Regions from separate parts of the Zea mays genome. Here region 1 is linked to region 2. A link is a contact called in public Hi-C data. All regions are on one chromosome and are shown on one strand. Each heading gives the region's core, a stretch centred on a gene start, on an enhancer-like site or on the middle of the called end of the contact. The rest is flanking DNA. Distances are from core to core; before and after follow the strand shown.

What was found. A called contact is a pair of places that touch in the nucleus more often than the background predicts.
Region 1: a contact with region 2 is called in a Hi-C map of leaf mesophyll, with 2.0 times the contacts expected there. The contact joins the promoter of LOC100282864 here to the promoter of LOC100383840 in region 2. A contact is called at or near these places in 6 of 25 Hi-C or Micro-C datasets (bundle sheath, ear, leaf and 2 more).

What each region holds. Positions count from the first base shown.
Region 1 is chr1:181,105,127-181,108,094 of Zm-B73-REFERENCE-NAM-5.0, forward strand. LOC100282864 (copper chaperone) reads right to left here and starts at 1,672. Exons shown (of 3, transcript NM_001155770.1): 1 at 1,500-1,672. The coding sequence starts at 1,508. LOC100383715 reads right to left here. Exons shown (of 3, transcript NM_001176352.2): 3 at 2,366-2,968. The coding sequence ends at 2,560.
Region 2 is chr1:180,912,613-180,915,839 of Zm-B73-REFERENCE-NAM-5.0, forward strand. It overlaps LOC100383840 (HSP20-like chaperones superfamily protein), which reads right to left and starts at 1,755. Exons shown (of 1, transcript NM_001176471.1): 1 at 1-1,755. The coding sequence starts at 1,712.

The DNA.
Region 1 (2,968 bases), core at 422-2,921, 190 kb after region 2:
TGCCTGCTCGGCCGCAGGCCGCTCCTGCCGGTGCTCCAGCCTCCAGGCCTCCAGCCGCTCGGAGCCTCGGACTCGTCACGCTCCAGCCGCCAGCTCCGGTGCTCCGCTGATCTGCTTGTCCGGTTGACCGGTTGTCTTGTCCCGCCGGCGGCCGGCTGCGGGCTGCTTGCCGCTTGGTCCCGCCGAGGCGCCGACCCGCATGGCCGCACGGCTGCCGCCTGCCGCTGCTTCCTGCTTGGCCGCACGTCTGCTTGTCTAGTTGTCTGCTTGGCTGATTGCTTAATGCTTAGTGCTTCTAGTTGTCTGCTTGCTTCGTGCTTCTATGCTTCTAGTTGTTTGATTGTGACTTGTGAGACTTGTGAGCAGAGCATAGAAAGGTCAAAGGTAGCTCATGAGTATTTATTTGATTACCCGCGTGAGTATTTTATTATGCGTGTCTAATCTAGTAGATTTTTCAATGTGCAGATTTTCCAATTTCTAAATAGCAGTCTTGGATACAAACAAAAACAAGACAAAGAATATGGCCCAAAAAAGTATCTCTCTATATTATGTGAACACTCCCTGTTGGCTGTTGTAATGTCTTCTAATTATCTAATACATGCTATATGCTTCGTAAAATGACAGATTTAAAGAGCTATTTCAGTCAAGCTTCTAGTGGAAGTAGACTAAGCACTCGCGCTGATGGAGTTTGCAATGAACCCAGAATACAAGTTGGAGTCCAAGAGAATAATAGTGAAGATGCCAATGGTGAAAATGTTAATGGTCAAGTCGAAGGTATAAATCAGTTCAACCCGGATCACATTATTTCTGATCCGGGACTTTGTATTCCAATGGATTCTTTTGCTCCTAATATTAGAGATGATGTTAGAAGGGCTTTCATAGCTAAAGGTCTGATTCTTTTGCTCCTAACTTATTTTTTCTTTTTTCCAGATTTTATTCGCCATATGACATTTGGTTGTAAATGGATTGTAATCAAGATGACTATTAAATAAGGTATTTTTCAACATCTATTACTTATTTTATAGCTACAAGTTGTTTTAAACTGTGTCATAAATTTTTAGTCTTAGTCGCGTTAGCAACACCTAAATTTTCTAGCGTCCTCCGCCACTGGAGCAGAGATAACACATCCGCATCCCATATAATCGTGTAGCATACCAGACGGGAGATGGATCCACCGCATCAATTAAAAAGTATGATTGTCGACGAGCATATATTACAAAAAAAAAATTAAGAGGATTTAGGTCATCCTTCGAGAGACGGATGCATAAAGCAGCGGAGACCCAAAACTGTCGAGAGCATCCATGGAGGGAGATGATCGACGCAACGCAAGGGTAGGCGGCAGGCCCAAAGGACCCCTTTACAGTGGATCTACGCGCACGGCGAAACCATTAACCGGCATCATCCCGTGAACGAAAGGGGACCGGCGAGTCGAGTACCTACCTACTCCAAAAAGATCTACTACCAATCGTTCCCGACGAGATCGGAAGGGGAGCATTTACCTGGGCCATAGCGCGAGAGGGGAGGAGGGTCGGGGCGGTTCGGCGGTGGTGGTGGAAATCTCCTGCCGGCGAAGGCGAAGGCGAGGGAGGACGGGGGAAAGATCTATCTGGGCCGGGAGAGAGGGACGGAGTTGGGTGAGGATATACAGGCGGCCGGTGGCGTCGGTAAACACGCAAGGGAAGGCGAGGCCAAGTCCTCTTTTCCCGTGAATGACAGGTGGGGCGTCCGGCCAACCGAGGTAGGTTTGCGTCATCGCGTTCGCGTGGGTGGTCGGGCGCCGTCGGTTCTGCGGTCAGACATTATTATTTTTTAGACTATCTCAACCACCAATTGCGTGCTGATTACTACTACTCCGTCCGGTTTCCTATTAGTTATCGTTTAGAACAACGACACGGTCTCCAAAATATAACTTTGACCAATGTTTTTTGTTAAAATACAAATGAACTCTTAATACATTTATACTTTTATAAAAGTACTTTTATGACAAATTGGTGCATATAAATATTAGGTTCCAAAACTAAATAACAAAATAGTTATTTGTAGTCAAAATTTTATAAGTTTGACTCAAACCTTATCTAAAACGACAACTAATAGGAAACCGGAGGGATTACTTATTACCAGCCAGATTAAAAGTACAAACTGGACAGATTAGCATAAAAAAAACTGAACTGAAGACTCTGTGATCATCATGCACACTAGCTTTCACAGTTTCGGTGCTCTCCAACAGCATCATCATCTTGTCATTCTCATGTATACACTTTTTCCGTTCTTTTTTATTTATCGCCGATTAGTTCAAAAATAAATTAATGGATGACAAATATTTAAGAATATGTAGTATAACTTAACATATATGTAAAACCAAGTTCGAAAATGACCCTCCTTTTTTCTTACAAAGGTAAGATCTTACGGTTACACTCACATGGAGGCATACGCTAAGGCCTTTCATTTGTGTCGAATTGCACCTAGAATCGTTCCAACTAATCAAAATTTATATAAATTAAAAAAGTAATCCAGTTAGAAATCGTTCGGACCCACCAATCCAGCAGAAACGAACCAGGCCTAAGTAGGTACTACGAAGTACAGCTCGTTACTGGGGTGGTGGTCCTGCTCCCAGCAAGCCAGCAACAGCGCCGCCGCGAACACCACCACCATAGCGCAGATAAAAAACCGAGCCGTGCTCCGACGACGGTTCGTCTCTCTTCTCTTGGCGATCCCAGTCACCTTCGGACGATGTTCAGCAGCGTCGTCGCATCGGCGTTCTTCGCACGGCGGCGGAGGAGGAGCTCGTGCGCTGTCAGAACAACAACGCCGGCTGCTGCTGCTGCTGCTGCTTGTGGCGAACTTCAGGTCTTCGGCCAGCGAGTCCCCGGTCCGTGTGCTCCACTGGAGGTTCCTCCTCTGCTGCGTCGAGCTGCAACAGCCTTTCCTTCCCTCGCATCCAGAGTTCTTTTGAAACGAAGGATGGTCC
Region 2 (3,227 bases), core at 505-3,004:
GTGCGCCATACGGCCGCGATGACCCCAGCGAGCACGGCCACCGCCGCCGCAGCGTTCACCAGCAGCTGCCGCGCCGGCTCCGGCCTCACGGTCTCCGTCGTCTGAGCGTGACTCGGCACCGCTGGCGATGCCCCAGCTTGGCTGTCCTTCTTGGGTCGCTTCTCATCCCTAGCGGCTTTGTCCACCACCTTCGTGCCTCTCGCTCCACCGCCTAGCTCTTCCGCCCGTTTCGTGGCGTTGGTCTCTTGCGGTTGCGGTTGCTTCTGCCTCTTCTTCGGCTGTTCCTCTGCACCATGAGGCGGCGCCGGCGCCGGAGAAGGAGGCGAGACAGGGACCGGCGGCTGCCACGACCACGGGGGAGGAGTCTTCGGCCCAGGAGCAGCACCCGGCGTCTGGTGTGGCGGTGGCGATTGTTTCCGTTCCTCGGTGCCGGCCTCTGTCAGCTCTTCAGCGGCAGGTGGTGCTGGGGCCGGCGGGGATGGAGGCCGACGCGACGGTGGCTTAGGATAAGTACGTGGCGGCTGTGGCGGGGACGGAGAGCGACGCGGTGGTGGCGGCGGGGACGGAAGCCGACGCGACGGTGGCTTAGGATAAGTACGTGGCGGCTGTGGCGGGGACGGAGAGCGACGCGGTGGTGGCGGCGGGGACGGAAGCCGACGCGACGGTGGCTTAGGATAAGTACGTGGCGGCTGTGGCGGGGACGGAGAGCGACGCGACGGTGGCGGCGGGGACGGAGAGCGACGCGACGGTGGCTTAGGATAAGTACGGGGCGGCTGTGGCGGGGACGGAGACCGACGCGGTGGTGGCTGCGGGGACGGAGGCCGACGCGACGGTGACTTAGGATAAGTACGGGGCGGCTGTGGCGGGGACGGAGACCGACGCGGTGGTGGCGGCGGGGACGGAGGCCGACGCGACGGTGGCTTATGATAAGTACGGGGCGGCTGTGGCGGGGACGGAGAGCGACGCGGTGGTGGCGGCGGGGACGGAAGCCGACGCGACGGTGGCTTAGTATAAGTACGTGGCGGCTGCTGGGACGGAGAGCGACGCGACGGTGGCGGCTGGGACGGAGGCCGACGCGACGGTGGCTTAGGATAAGTACGGGGTGGCTGTGGCGGGGACGGAGACCGACGCGGTGGGGACGGAGACCGATGCGGCGGTGGCTTAGGGTAAGTACGTGGTTGTGGTGGCGGCGGTTCAGGAGCAGGAATGGAAGGTTCTGGGCGCGATGGGTGCCGACGTGGTTGAGGTGGTAGAGGAGGCGCCTGCGTTGGCGATGGGTTCTGGCGTGTCAGCGGCGGCGGTTCAGGAGCAGGAACGGACGGCTCTGGCGGCGATGGACGCCGGCGTGGTTGTTGTTGTGGAGGAGGAGGAGGTGGCGACGGCGACGGAGTCGGCGAGTGCGACAGCGCGGCGACGATGGGGAGCGTGATGATGAGCTTCTCGCCCTCGAACCTGGCGCGGACGCCGTCGGAGTCGCAGTTGTCGGGGAGGCGGAGGTCCTTCTTGAACCTGGCCCACCGGCCGCCCCTGGCGGGTCGCTCGCCGGTGGCGCGCAGCACGCCGTGGTTGTCCACCTGCACCCTCACCTGGTCCTTGCGGAACCCCGGCAGCGCGATCTCCACCACGTCCTGCTCCTCCCCTGCCAGCTTCCACTCCACCTCCGGGTCGAAGTCCTCGAACACCCGCGCCGCCGCGCGCTGCCGCCGGTCCATGCCTGCCTATTTCCTCGCCGCCGGAGACCGAAGCTGCTCGCCCTTCGCGGCGGGCGTGCACGGACAGCGACCCCGCCTCGACGTGTATTTATGGTATCCGGCGGCGTAGCGTGCCATGTATTGCTGCCGTGTCCGAGCCATGGAATGCAAGGATGGGTTGCTTGGTGAGGACAGCAGGAAGCAGCCGGCTGACATGGAGTGCGAGGTGTGGGTTGGGTCACCTCCGTCCTTGGGCCTAGGACATGGTTCCTTTCTTGCCTGTGCTGTGCTGGCTGGCCTCCACGGCTCCATTCCATCGAGCTGCTACTGTAGTGGTCTAGTGGAGTGCTAAGACTGACCGCAACGCTCCCCCCTCCCCTGTCCCCTCCCCTTGCATGCGGCACGTAGGGGGCACTCTATGGCCGCAGCGGTGCCCTCTACAGCGCCCCCTACGTGTCGGTCCCCTTCTCCCCCCCTCAGATCTAGTGTGTCACTGTTCATCACCCTAAACACTGTGCTGTGGGTCCACGAGTAATTGTTAGTAGATAAAAAATTGATAGTTGATATAGAAAATGATATTTTATAGTGGTAGTGGGGTATAGGGGGAGTATTTAGGGGGAACCGCTGCGGGAGATGAAAAAATAGGGGGAAAAGTGATATAGGGGGAAAAATTTAGGGGTAACGGTTGCGGATAGCCTAAGACTGACCGCAACGCTGCCCCCTCCCCTGCCCCCTCCCCTTGCATGCGGCGCGTAGGGGGCACTCTGCGGCCGCAGCGGTGCCCCCTATAGCGCTCCCTACACGTCGGCCCCCCTTCTCTCTCCCCCTAGATCTAGCGCGTCACTGTTCATCCCCCTAAACACTGTGCTGTGGGTCCACGGATAATTGTTAGTAGATAAAAAATTGATAGTTGGTATAGAAAATAATATTTTATAGTGGTAGTGGGGTATAGGGGGAGTATTTAGGGGGAACCGCTGCGGGAGATGAAAAAATAGGGGGGAAAATAGGGGGGAAAAGTGATATAGGGGAGAAAATTTAGAGGTAACGGTTGCGGATAGCCTAAATGAATCTTCAGCCTAAGAGCAACTCTAAGAGGTGCCGCATATCAACGCGAATAGCGTTTTTAGCGTCCAAACTCCACCATTCTCGCTTCCAAGAGACTGCTATTTCTTTTCCCATTTTTTGGCTTCCCACAAAGGCAACGATGGATCCCGCATATATGCGCGAGCAAAACTCTCCCCAATCCTGCCGAGCGCTTGCAATCAAGTAGCTTCCCGCAAATTTTTTCCAGCTACGCGCAGTTTTGTTCGACGAAAGGTGGGTGGCGGCAGCAGATACATCATCGTCTTGGAGGAATACATTGTTGTTCTTCACTGGCGCGGCGCTGGCGGCTCAAGGCCAGTTGCTTCGGACGGTCAAGATATGGTGTTCGGCGGCACACGTATCCCCCAATTGCAGATGGTCGGGGTTGGAGTTCCCAGTGGCGGAGTTGAACCGCGAGGTGGAGGTCCACCACGACCACCGATGTTAGCTCGT